Linked DNA regions of Sus scrofa: region 2 is linked to region 1. The links are chromatin contacts, called in public HiChIP or PLAC-seq maps. All regions are on one chromosome and are shown on one strand. Each heading gives the region's core, a stretch centred on a gene start, on an enhancer-like site or on the middle of the called end of the contact. The rest is flanking DNA. Distances are from core to core; before and after follow the strand shown.

The links. HiChIP or PLAC-seq counts read pairs in DNA pulled down with a chosen protein or histone mark.
Region 2: an H3K27ac HiChIP or PLAC-seq map of skeletal muscle shows a contact between it and region 1. The contact joins two enhancer-like sites. A contact is called at or near these places in 2 of 47 Hi-C or Micro-C datasets (epiblast stem cells and skeletal muscle) and 1 of 2 datasets of contacts at active chromatin or transcription factors (skeletal muscle).

The regions. Positions count from the first base shown.
Region 1 is chr13:22,309,825-22,316,004 of Sscrofa11.1, reverse strand. The region is part of intron 1 of ITGA9 (integrin alpha-9); the gene reads right to left. Among named protein-coding and RNA genes, the nearest start is that of ITGA9, 14 kb to the right of the region's middle. Within about 2 kb of position 3,699, at least 7 of the 83 cell types and tissues checked have an H3K27ac peak or open chromatin away from gene starts, as enhancers often do. A contact at or near this core is called in skeletal muscle, where this site is marked.
Region 2 is chr13:22,389,008-22,395,187 of Sscrofa11.1, reverse strand. The region is part of intron 14 of ITGA9 (integrin alpha-9); the gene reads right to left. Among named protein-coding and RNA genes, the nearest start is that of ITGA9, 94 kb to the right of the region's middle. Within about 2 kb of position 2,412, at least 14 of the 83 cell types and tissues checked have an H3K27ac peak or open chromatin away from gene starts, as enhancers often do. A contact at or near this core is called in skeletal muscle, where this site is marked.

The sequences.
Region 1 (6,180 bases), core at 2,450-4,949:
AAAAGAATGTATGTATGTATGCATGACTTGGTCACTTTGCTGTGCAGTAGAAAATTGACAGAACAGTGTAACCAGCTATAATGGAAAAAATAAAAATCATCATAAAAAATAAAAACAAGAAAACTTGAAAAAAATTGAAAAGATCCTCAACCCTGTGCATTATCAGAGAAATCCAAACGACATCCTATTTCATACCAACAAGAAGGCTAAAACCAGAAAGACTGAAAACGCCAAGTGTTGACAAGGATATGGAGCACCTGGGCCCCTCACCCCCACTCAGGGTGGGAGAGTATAAACCATCATGACTGCTTTGCAAAACTACTCAACAGTTCCTAAGAAAGCTCAACAAGTGCCGACCCAGCAATCTCCTACCTAGGCACACAACCAGCAGACATGTACACATACGTCTACAGGAGACACACATGCAATGTTCACAGCTGGGTAGGTAATGGCCCCAAACTAGAAGGAACCCAAAGATGCATCAATTCCAGAAGGCGTAAGTAAACTGTGGTGTAGAAAGAGAATTCTCCACAGCAGTGAAAATCAATGAACATTCACCTGCAACCTTGAGGCTGAGTCTCACAAAGCAAGAGCCATCAGGGACACTCATTGGCTGAAAGTGAAGCAGGTAAAATTTAACTGGGTTAGAGGTCCACAGTTACCTCTGGGGAGGAGGAAGGAATCTGTAACCAGTGAGAAGGACTTCTGGAGGGAGGTGCTTAAAATGTTCTATTTTCCAACCTGAGTAGTGTTTACACAAATTTGTGAAAATTTCATTCCCTTTACATATATATATGACTTTTCTGGAAGTGTAAAAATTTTTTAAAGCTTTAATGAATAAATTTTACTTATTTTTAATTAACGATTTTTTTCCTATTATAGTTGGTTTACAATGTTCGATCAATTTTCTACTGTACAGCAAAGTGACCCAGTCTCTCTCTCTCTCACACACACACACACATATATATATACACATTCTTTTTCTCACATTATCCTCCATCATGTTCCATAATGAATACATTTTAGAAAAGAAATTTTAAAATGTCACTTCTCTTGTGTGCTCCTCCCCACCATTTAGGGGTAAGAGGAAAGAGGTAGCAGCCATGTGGAAATTAAAAACTGCCTGCTGTATCCCAATGCAAATGGGAGACAGAATAGTTTGTCTACCAGCAGGGTAAGAACTTGGCTCTGCACCGTCACCTTGAACGGAAAAGCTGCCCCTGGGATGAGCCGTCCCCAGCAGGGCCCTGCTCTGCTGGCAGAAAGGAGCAAACACGTCAAAAAGACAGAGAGACACATTTGGTACAGAACATGCGGCGTGGCACAAGTTCCCCTCCAGATGTTACAAAAACATTTCTGCCCTACAGTTGGATGCACTGTTCTGGAAAGTAGGCAACAGCAAAAGAATACTAACCCCCCTAGTCAAGTGAGCTTGGTAATGAGCTACAAGGACCGGCATAGTGAAACATTAAATAAAATCCACACTGTGGGAGTACCCTTCATTGCTCAGCAGTTAACGAACCCAACGAGGATCCACAAGGATGCGGGTTCGATCCCTGGCCCTGCTCAGAGGGTTAAGGATCCTGCATTGTTGTGGCTGTGGTATAGGCTGGCAGCTATAGCTCTGATTCAACCGCTAGCTTGGAAACTTCCATATGCCATGCATGGGTGCAGCCCTAAGGAGCAAAAAAAGTAAAAATAAAAAATAAATCCACACTGATGTTTAAAGGGCAGACAATGCCAAGCCACTATTCAAGGGAACCTGAGCTTCCCTGTATCTCCAGCATCCTGGACAGGAGATGTTATTCACATCCCCATGGTACTGGGCATGTTATAAAAGAAAACATCTCCCACTTGCCTCGGAATGGAAAGCATTGTGTGTCACACATCTCTAGAAAAGGTGTCTAGCAAAGGTTAGAAGGACCCTAAACACCTGGGGCTGAAGAAAGCTGACGAAGGCTTCCCTCACTTTGTCCTGAAAGCACCTGAGATCTCAAATATTCACCCTGACCCTGGCCTTAGAATGATGCTGCTCCCCACCAACACTCTGGCTGAGCAAAAGGGTGGAGGTCTCCAGATCAGAGAGCAGAGGTCCAAAACTCTCAGACTGGCCTTCAGCAAAGGCTGGCAGAACCCCCAGGAGACACCCCCTGCTCTGGCTCAGAGACATGGTGTCAGGTTCACAAGAAGGCATGTGGATCCCATCTTCATTCCCACGGCCCCAGAGCCCACCCTCCAATCCCCAGAAGAGAAAGGGGCTCCTGGCTGGAGCTTTTCATTCTAGGTCAGTCTTAGAGTCAGTATTGGATTCTGTGAGGAGTCAAATCACACCATGCTACTAGGCTCTGACAGGAGCAGGCCCCCAAAAGGGAGGGCACCCCCCAAGTTGCTCACTGCCCCTTAGTAACACCTAGGGATCTGGCCCCCCCCAGGTGTGCCCCAGGCAGCTCCAGCCTCCCCACAATGGACCACGGCTGCAGACACCTCAAGGAGAAGCAGGGCTGGAACCCACTGCCTTTAGAAATCTTAGCAAGCACTTTCCCAAGCAGCCCACACTGCCTCCATCACCCACACGAGGGCAGTTTGGCAGCTTTCACGCAAATGCAGGATGACACACCAAATGAAACTCCAGTAAGAAGAAAGCCACATGAAAGGATTGATTTCCCCCCCTCACTTCTGGGGCTGAGCCCAGGGTGGCTCTCCCCAGCGCCACTTGTTTGCACAGGTGAGAAGAATTAGCAGTCTGACATCCCTCCAGGGCTGAAACCCCCACCGCCTTCCACAAGGCAGGCTGGAGGAGCTGGGGAACATAAAATGCCTCCTCCGCCTGTGGGACGGGGCTGGGTCCAGCAATTCCCACCAACTCCAAATTTATATCAGCACCACGAATAAATGCCACTTGTAATTCATACCATAAAAAAAAAAAAAAATCACAAGCACCAGACAAGGGGGAGAATTCATCACATATAAAGAAAGGGAAGTGGCTGCAAGACACAATGGCCTGCCTCTCTAGCCTGTCCCCCAAATTGGCACTGGAAACCTTTGCCTTTCACAGAGTGCCACTGCTCCAGACTCCTCGGTACAGACACACAGGCAGTCAAGCAGGCAGGACCCTGGAGAGCTTAAATGCCAGTGATACGTCTCCCAGCCGAGAGCTGAGACAGAGAAAGACAGGAATTTATTTTAAAATCACACGTGGAGAAAGAGGAGATCCCTGGTGGCTCAGCAGGTTAGGGTTCTGGCCTCTAACCTGTGGCACAGGTTTGTGGCACAGGTTTGATCCTCGCCCCAGGAACTTCCAAATACCTAGAGCGTAGCCAAAAAAAAATTTTTTTTAAAGATTTGAAGTGGAGAAGGGACCTGCTGAATTATGTTGTCCTTCCAAGTCTGAGGGATTCAAGGGTTCTAATAACAATGGCTGATCAAGCACAGAGAACAACTGTCCGGTTCAAACTCTTCATCCGCTGCTCAGAGGAGAAGGGTTTTCCCCCCAACCCCGTGTAATTGGAAATGAAGCAAGAGAAAAGGGGGTGCATGCACACACATGTGCATGACACTCACAGGGTGGCATGTTGGAGGACGAGCTTGCATCTCTGTTTACAGAACATCGTGGCTTCCTCCGCAGCCTGGCGCTGCTCTTTACCTAGGCTGCTGGCCAGCAAGACTGCTCCACAGGCCAGCTGATGAGCTCGCCTCTTCTGAAGTTAATTCAGCTGGCTTTTCACCAGGTTGATCCCCAGAGACAGGGAAATGGCCCAGAGTCCAGGGTATGCCGTGGAAAAGATACCGCCTGCTCTTTCTCTTGTTCTGAGTTATAGAGACACGTCCCAGCCACTTCAAACATCCCCCAACATTTTTCCTGGCACTCTTGACAAGACAACGAGATGTTTCTTTCCTCTGCACCGTTACCATCAAAAGGAGCTGAGCAGCCCCAATGATAAATCACCAGGCTGATGCTGACCTTTGCTGGCTACTACTTCACGTGTGGTCCATCAGAGCAGCAGCATGGAAAACACGTGGGAGCTTGATGGGACCGCAGAATCTCAGGCCTGCTAAATCAGAACGTGCATTTTAACAAGCTCTCCAGGTGACTTATAATCTAAGAAGTGTTCTAGAACCACCTACACCAATTACAAATGACCATGTTCATCTGCAGCCAGCACAGAGAGATGGCCCTGAGAAGCGAGGCTCTCCTCCTGTCCCATCCCCAGTTGATGATGTGCAAACTTTTAGGACATTTTAGGGTCTCCTCCTTAACTCAGAACTCTGGTTACAAGTTACAAGGACAACCAGCCCAGAGGGAGCACTTGGGGCGTACAGGTGCTGGGCTAGGCTCCCTCTGTGCAGAACTGTGTTTAATCATCAGGGCAAGCCTAGGTGACACCAATATTATCCCCACTTTACAGATGAAGAAGTAGGTGGTCAGAGCCCCCAAAAGCATGGTAAAGACGCCAAGCGCAGCCCGCAACCAGACAGTCAGGTGCAGAGCCCACTCTCCTGTCAGCCAGAAAGGTGGAAGCATCCTCTCTGTTGCCAGCAGCTCACACGTAACTTTGGAAAAGGCAAGTGAGTCTCTGCAGGTGGCCCGAGATTAAAACCTAGAAGTTTCATCCCCAAAAGACAGACAAGAGGGTTGGAACTTAAAGGCAGTCCTTCTCTTCCCCATCAGGCTGAATTTCGATTGCCTTCTTGCTTTCCTAAAATGTTCCCATTGCAGCATGGAGCTGCCTGCCCAGGGGTTAGTCTCTCTTACTGAGCAGTTCAGACACCTATTTGGGAAAGTGGGCCCATCTGTTTGTCTGCCAGTCCAGGTATGCTCAGGAGATGAATGATTTCCTGCTTGAGGCAATCCTATCGGCAGCTGCTAGTGTGCATTTTAATCAAAGATGGGGAGTGACAAGGCTGATAAGTAGCAGAGCTGGGATTTGAACCCAGGGCATTCGTGTTCAAGGGCATGCCGTTTCCTGTAACTGCCGCCCCCCCCACACACACACAACTTCCTCCTACAGTGGCAATTTAAATGCTCTTCATTTTTTTCCAACACAGCCACTTCCTTGGTTGACCTTTGTATGGAAGCTGGTCACTGAGGCTCCAATCTGGGCTCCCAACCTGCTCTGAACCCATCCCGCACCTCCTGAGAGCAACCCTGGGTCACTTCCCAAGAGAGCAGGTGGCAGAAAAGGTTTGGACCACAGCTACCTCCCTGGGGAAGGCCAACATCACCCCCAGAGGCTCCCTCCTTCCCCACAAATACCACAGCAGTGATTCCACAGGGCGAAATTACAGTCAGATCCAAGACAGCAACTGGAGATTAGAAACCTTAAACCCATTGGGTTTGCCTTCATGCATTTGATCCCCAAACCAAAACTTCCTCAGGGACCCACACTTTGGTCACAGGAGTGGAATTCAATCACTGCGTGTCCACCACACCTCAGGAAAACCCCAGGAATCCCTCCACATCCCTTACTGGGCAAAACGCAGCCGAGACCTGCACAGACGGCAAGTCAGTGCCAGGAAAGCCACCTGATCACACCAAGTCCTTCACTCCGAGAGAAGGAAACAGGTGGTATTCCATGCCCAACTGGGAAAGAACAGAGGCACAGGCAGGGTCCCACCCTGGAGAGGAATTAGCCCCCCTGGCCATTCTAGAAGGGAGTAAAAGGGTCCTTAGAAACTGCTGCTCTGGCTCAGGGCTCAGGTCCCAGTAGATGCAGCTGGAGAAGGAAGCACAGCAAAGAGTCGAGGTTTTCCTTCCCCATCTGAGAGCACCAAGTAAACATTAAAATCCAAGAGGCAGGAGTTCCCATCATGGTGCAGCAGAAATGAATCCAACTAGGAAACGTGAGGTTGCTGGTTTGATCCCTGGCCTCGCTCAGTGGGTTAAGGATCCAGTGTTGCCATGAGCTGACACAGCTCAGATCTGGCGTGGTTCTGGCTGTGGCGTAGGCCAGCGGCTACAGCTCCAATTAGACCTCTAGCCTGGGAACCTCCACATCTTGCAGGTGTGGCCCTAAAAAGACAAAAAAAAAAAAAAAAAAAATCCAAGAAGCAGAGCAAGCTCCGAGAGAACTCTGAGAGGTCTGATTCTTTTAGTCTTTCTCTTGGTTTCTGGGCAAAATTTTCTTCTCCAAGAAAAGTAAGTCAATAACTTTACATTTACTTTTTCTAAAATGTCATCAG
Region 2 (6,180 bases), core at 1,163-3,662, 80 kb before region 1:
TGCACATGGGATAGTAACTTGACAGAAAAAACACAAGAGTCTGTACAAGATTTAACACACCTATTCTGATGGCAACAGTGCAGGAAATGGGGTAGAATGTCAAAGCTTTAGGACAAGCTCAGGGACCATCTCGTTCAAGACTCTAACTTTTCCAGTAAGGAACTGAGGCCCCAAGAGGGAACAAGACCTGCTCCAGGCCAGAGAGCCATCACTGCAGAGCTGAATCTGGAATTCTCCTCATCTCTTGGGCCAATCTACCATGCTGGCTCTTTGGTGCATTTTTTTACATTATCTGACCCCCCAAACTCGCATTTTTTGAACGCACAGACAGCAGGACCTAACAAATAAAGAGATTTAGAACAGAACTTTGGCCAATTTACTTCCTCCTGATCACAATTTCCCTAGGTGACCACCGAACAGTAAGAAAGAAAAAGTAGAAATGAAGTGCCTTTCCAAGTTCCATTTAGCAAGGTCAGAGCTGGAGAGAGGTATTGCTGGAAGATGAGCCGGAATGCATCGGAGGGGGTAAATCAACGTGGTGGCTGTGGCAGCGGCTGAGCTGGGACCTGTCTGCAGCCCCCCTCCCGGCCATCCTCCTGCGTGCCCTCCCCTGAGTGGCCATGAAGAGTAACCATGGAGAGAAGAGCGGGTCTGAACCACCTCATCAGAGAAAGCCTGGGTGGAAATGAACACAGGAAGAGTGCACAGATAGCATCAGTGCCCCACCCACATCCTCTTGGCTTCTACCGTTTCTCTGCTGTCCAGCCCAACTTTTAACTGCCAGCACCAGCATCCCCTTTTCTGGGGCTTTGATGGCTCAGCCCATGTGCACGGCAGGCCAGGAGCACCCAGAACTAGAGTCCCTGGGACAGCCCTCAGTAACGCATGACTCCAGCTCCCCAGTCCTTTGAGTGGGGTAACCATGCAGTGTGTTCCACACTGGCTCCCAGGCGTCCCCAGCAGGATTCAGCTCCAGCCACCTGTTACAGTGGTAACTTGTTCAATGACACACCCTCTAACTGGCTGCTGTAATGGTGTCTTTCATGAGTAAACCTGAACTAACCTATCACGGTAGCCTGATATTTGGTCAAACACCCATCAGGATGTCACAGTGGAAGTGTTTTTAAGATGAGATTGACCTTTAAATCAGTAGACTCTGAATAAAGCGGTTACCATCCACAATGTGGGTGGGCCTCACCTAATCAGTAGAAGGCCTTAAGAGGAAAAAGACAAAGGTCTTTGCAAAAAGAAGGAAGCCGCTTTCAGACTGCCTCTGAGCTACAATATCCATACACACATATCCTATTCATTCTGTTTCTCTGGTGAACTCTGATTAATGTGGCTGCCTTCCCTTCCTGTCTCATTGTCCTTCTTTCCTACTGGTACTTCCTGGCATCACCTCCTGACTCAATGACATGCCCTCAAATCCTTGTGCAGGCTCTGCTTCTGCAAGATGGTGAATTAAAATGGGCCGAGTCTGGAAAAGGGAATAAGTTCAACCTTCCCTGAGGGCCAAGCCCTGTGGGGTACTTCAGAAACATTAAGCTCTCCAAAGCCTCATATCACTGCAGAATCACTGGCCCCATATTTCCCTCTTGCAATTCAAGGGAGGGGAGAAACAGCTCAGAGTTACTAACACTGAGCTGATGATCACAACTGCTGCTCTGCTCTGGGTGGTGTTTGCATATGTCAACAGGCTCACCTATCAGAAATTACTAAAACGCAAAAAGCATCCAATCACAGAGAGACCAAATTATCCAATGTGCTAAATGCAATCAAGTTGGAATTAATTCCTCTTTAGAACTGCCTACTCAGTGCTTCTCCTTGATTGAAAATCTATTTTTGAGGAGCTCCCTCGTGACCTAGCAGTTAAGGATGCAGCGTTGTCACTGCTGTGGTATGGGGTCAATCCCTGGCCTGAAAACTTCCTCATGCCCTGGGTGAGGCTAATAAATAAAAAAATAAAATCTATTTGGGCCTTTTAAATTACACAAAAAGAAGTTAGCTCCTTATCAAATTCTTTCTTCTCACACAAAACCAAGAGATGTATGACGGGAAACCCAGCCTAAGCAAGGAGGATCTCAAACCTGCCAGAGTGGTAAGAAGTGCAGCCCATCCAAAATCCCTGAGCTCAACTGGTACTTTTAAACAGCCCCCACGCCAAGTGTGTCTGAAGGGAGCCTCTGCCCCCACCAAGTGAAGGAGACGCCAGAGAATCAGCCCACCCGGTGGGAGGATGGGTGCGTCAGGCCGCCTGAGTTGCCAGTGAAACCGCCCCCAACACAGCCAGCCCAGCCAGCCCGGCTCGGGGAGGTGCTGGTTCTGATTAAGGCTTGCTCCAACCACACACTTCCCATCCTCAGCTCTCCTTCTGGCAGCCTGTGTCCGTGCCATGTCGAATGATGTCATCTTGATGGAAAAGCTGATGGGCTCCGAGTCATGCTTCAAGCCGTCTCCTTTCCCTGGCCCCCAAGGCCCCCCACACCGTCCAGGCCAGCAGGCAGCCAGCTGTCTCGCATCAGTGTGGCTCTGGTCGCTCCCAGAAAGTTTTGATTCATTCCCATTCGACCTCAGAACACTATTTCAGCTGTGAAATTCTACTAATAAATCCTCCTTCCAGACTTACTCTGAGCTTCCCTTAGGGTTTCCCAGGAGAGGAGGGGAAACGGCTATTTCTACTCTCCTAGCTTTCCTAACTTTTTTCACCCCCTCCCCAAGGAACGAGGTGGTAATTAGAGCAGCACCCCACCCCTTTCCTTATAGAACATGGATCTGCCTTATTATCCCATCTCCAGCTTCTTGAGAGCCCAGGAGGAGCTCAGAGAATGTTTTGGAGTGCAAATGCTCTCTGGATTAGAAACGCACCCCTAAGGCCAGAGGAAGGGTCTGGGGAAAAGATGCCCGGTGTCAACCCTGTTTCTGCCACTGGCTTGCATGATCTTGGTGCCATTTCTCAGCACCTGGGCTCTGCTGCTTGTCCAAGGGCAGGGAAGGCCCCGCTCCCCCTCCTCTCTCTCCCTCCCTGCCCCCACTACCCCTGCCCACTCACAGTTTCACCAGGGTGTGTGACAGCCATGGAAACACAGGGGCGCCCGGTGAGAGCACAGAACAACCACTGAAGGCTGAGCCCTGCCTGGTTTCCATTTAGCACCCTGGGGAGGGGCCAGAATTACCAGCTAAGATTCTCAGCCTCCAAGGACTGACAAGCACATTTAGGCTTCAGCCTGGCCAGCAAGGAGGTACAGGCCCAGCCAGGTAAGGGACAGAGCCTTCTCAGACACAGCATTCATCTGCCTTGCTTATGGTAGCCAGGAAGCTCCCAGGAGCCCCATGCTGCTCCCCAGGCCAAGAATGAAGATTACTAAGACTTGAGATGAGCCGAACGCTTGTTTTAAATGGCTTGATGAAATACGTTGTAAATCTGTCCTGAGGGCTGTTGGAGTTGGGCATGGTGTTAACATCCCAGGACTGAGCACAGGGCCGGCCACACAAGCTCCAAGAGGGCAAGGACCCTGCCTGGCCCATTCCACACTCTGGGCTCAGTGCTGGGCACAGAGCCTGGCACTTTTCAGAACTTCATAACTATTTTATTGACTGAATGAGCCAACAGGAGTTTCAGGGATTCCATGTGACTGGCTTAGGAAATTATCACGCTGCTCAGGAAGGCTGGGGCTGGGACCCTGCAAACTTCATTTCTGCTTTGCCGGCGGCTCTCTTGGAAGCACTGCCAAGTGGGAGATGGAGGGCTTTTGAGGGAGGCTGCAAGGCTGGAGGAGGGGAAGGGACTTCCTATCAGCTTAACCCAGTGACACTTTTCCACGGCAGCTGCTTCCAATAGCAGTTAATTCTGGTTCCATTTCTCACCCACTCCCCAGAGTCAGCCTCACTGCCTGCCTCAGAGGTACCAGGGACACTAGTTAGGATTCCCTCCTTCCAAGTTTTAGATGCTGGGTCCACAAGGTCCCTTCTCCAAGCTTGGAGGTTCTGACAACCCCAAGGAAGTGGTCCACCCCATGTGTAACCTTTTCCCTTTGTTCCCCTGGACCAGAGGTTCTCAAATCGAAGCCAGCTGTAGGCTTGTTAAAACACAGGTTGCTGACCTCTCCCCACCCCCACCCTGCTCAGAGTTTCTGATTCAGTTAGAATTCACATCTCTAACGAGATTCCATGTGCTGCTGTGGCAGCTGGTCTGGGAACCACCTTTGAGATGCCTGGTACAAACCTAGAAGCAGTGGCTGCTTCCTGCAGTCACTACCAGGACCTGCTGAACTGCCCCCAGTGTTAAATTCTCTCTGTTAAAATAACCGGTGTGGTTTCTATTTTCCTGAATGGATTCTGCCACGCTGTCACAGGAGCCAAGGCAGTCATCCCCAGAGAGAACCTCTAGTTCCCACAGCATTGCCAGAAGCCACAGCAGCTCCTCTAGTGGCCTGGGTCATCAGATGGCACCGAATGCTCTGTGACAAAGTGGGTGCTGTGGTTTTTCCATTACTAAAGCATAAGAGGAAGGGGCCAAAGGAATCCCTTCTCTCTGCACATGATTGAGCCCTATCAGGTCACAGAGAGGGAAGAAACCAAAGAGATGGGTATAACGTCAACTGCTTATAACCCCCAAACAACCCCAGGGTGGTCCTATAGCTGAAGATGCCAGCAGATAGATACCACTTCTGACACCTGTTCAGCATTACCTAGCAAACTACCACTGTCCCTTGATTGCACTGCCCAAATGCAGCCATTCTGCTGACAAACTCAGCCCTGGATATGCAGACAGTGAAAGGTGCCTGGAAGACCCTTGCCTGCCAAGCCTACCATGGCCCGAACCACCACAGACATACTCTTGTGCATCTGTCAGCAACCAGAGTGAGGAAAGCTCAAAACCCCAGTTTCAGCCCTGGGCTCCCAACGCAGAGGTCTGGGTGATGACACTGAGCTGGCCAGCTCTGGCTGCTGGGCTTGGGAGGAGAACAGAGGATGTCTGTGCACTGAAGGTGCCCCATCCTCCCTCTATCTGGAAGCCGGGGACTTGACCTTCCCTCAGAACCAAGGAGCTGCTTCTATATGCTGAACTCTGTGCACATCTGGACCCATGAGGTTGCTTCGCCTCCACCTGACATCCCATCACATCATCACAGCTGCCCACTGTTTCCTCCTGTAACTCTCCTTATTCCACCACCAGTTCATTTTTTGGGCAGATTTCTACATTTCTCCCTTTACTGCAAAGATTGAGATATAACTCATGTCCTTGAATACCAGGAGAAAAGACAAAAAAAAAATTGCCAGAGAGAGATAATTTTCTTCATTGTCCTACTAATACCCAAAGTCTCCAGTTATCATCCTCTTTAAGCCTGAATCTGAAATAAATGTGGAAAAACATTCCCTTAGACTGTCCAGGGATATCTGACGGCATTAACAAACCCATGTGGCAGATGGAGGGTAAGTGACCTGCACTGGAAGAGGCACTCCTGTTGCCCACCCTGACATGGACATTGGCCAGGTTGCTCCACACCACCTCTGGGGGCAGTACTGCATGTTATCCAACAGCCTGTCTCATCTATACCCCAACACTGAAGGGCCATGGTGGAATCTAGAACTTAATTTTAATTCTGCCTAGAGGTCAATCAAAGGAGCCCCAATGACTGGAGCCCTGATGACTGGAATCAATGACTAGAGCCCCCATGATTGGGGTCAATGAAAGGGACCAGTGACTATGGTCAATAAAAGGGGTCCTGATGACTGGAGCCAATGAAAGGAGCCCCCAGGAGTCATTGAAAGGAGCCTCCAAGACCAAGGGCAATGATAGGAGCCCCCATGACCATGGTTACTGAAAGGGGCCCCGATGACTGGGGTCAATGAAAAGGGCCCAGATGCCTCAGGTCAAGGAGTGGTGCCCCAGATGGGACCACTGGCTGGGGCAGCATGAGGAGACACCTACATCTCCTGGCTCAGGTCCTAAACCTACAAATCAGAGTTCTCTCCCCCACTGACTTCATATGCTCTGAAATCACTCTTGCTCAAAACGTGAATCTTGGTTCCTTCTCTCTTCCTCCTCTACCAACTTACCTTCATTTTCACCACCACAATGATGGAGTTAATGATTCTGAAAACCATGTACGCAGCTTCAGGATCAAAATAGAAACTCTTTGTAACTCCCATTAAAAGTTCCATGAGGACACGGCTGGC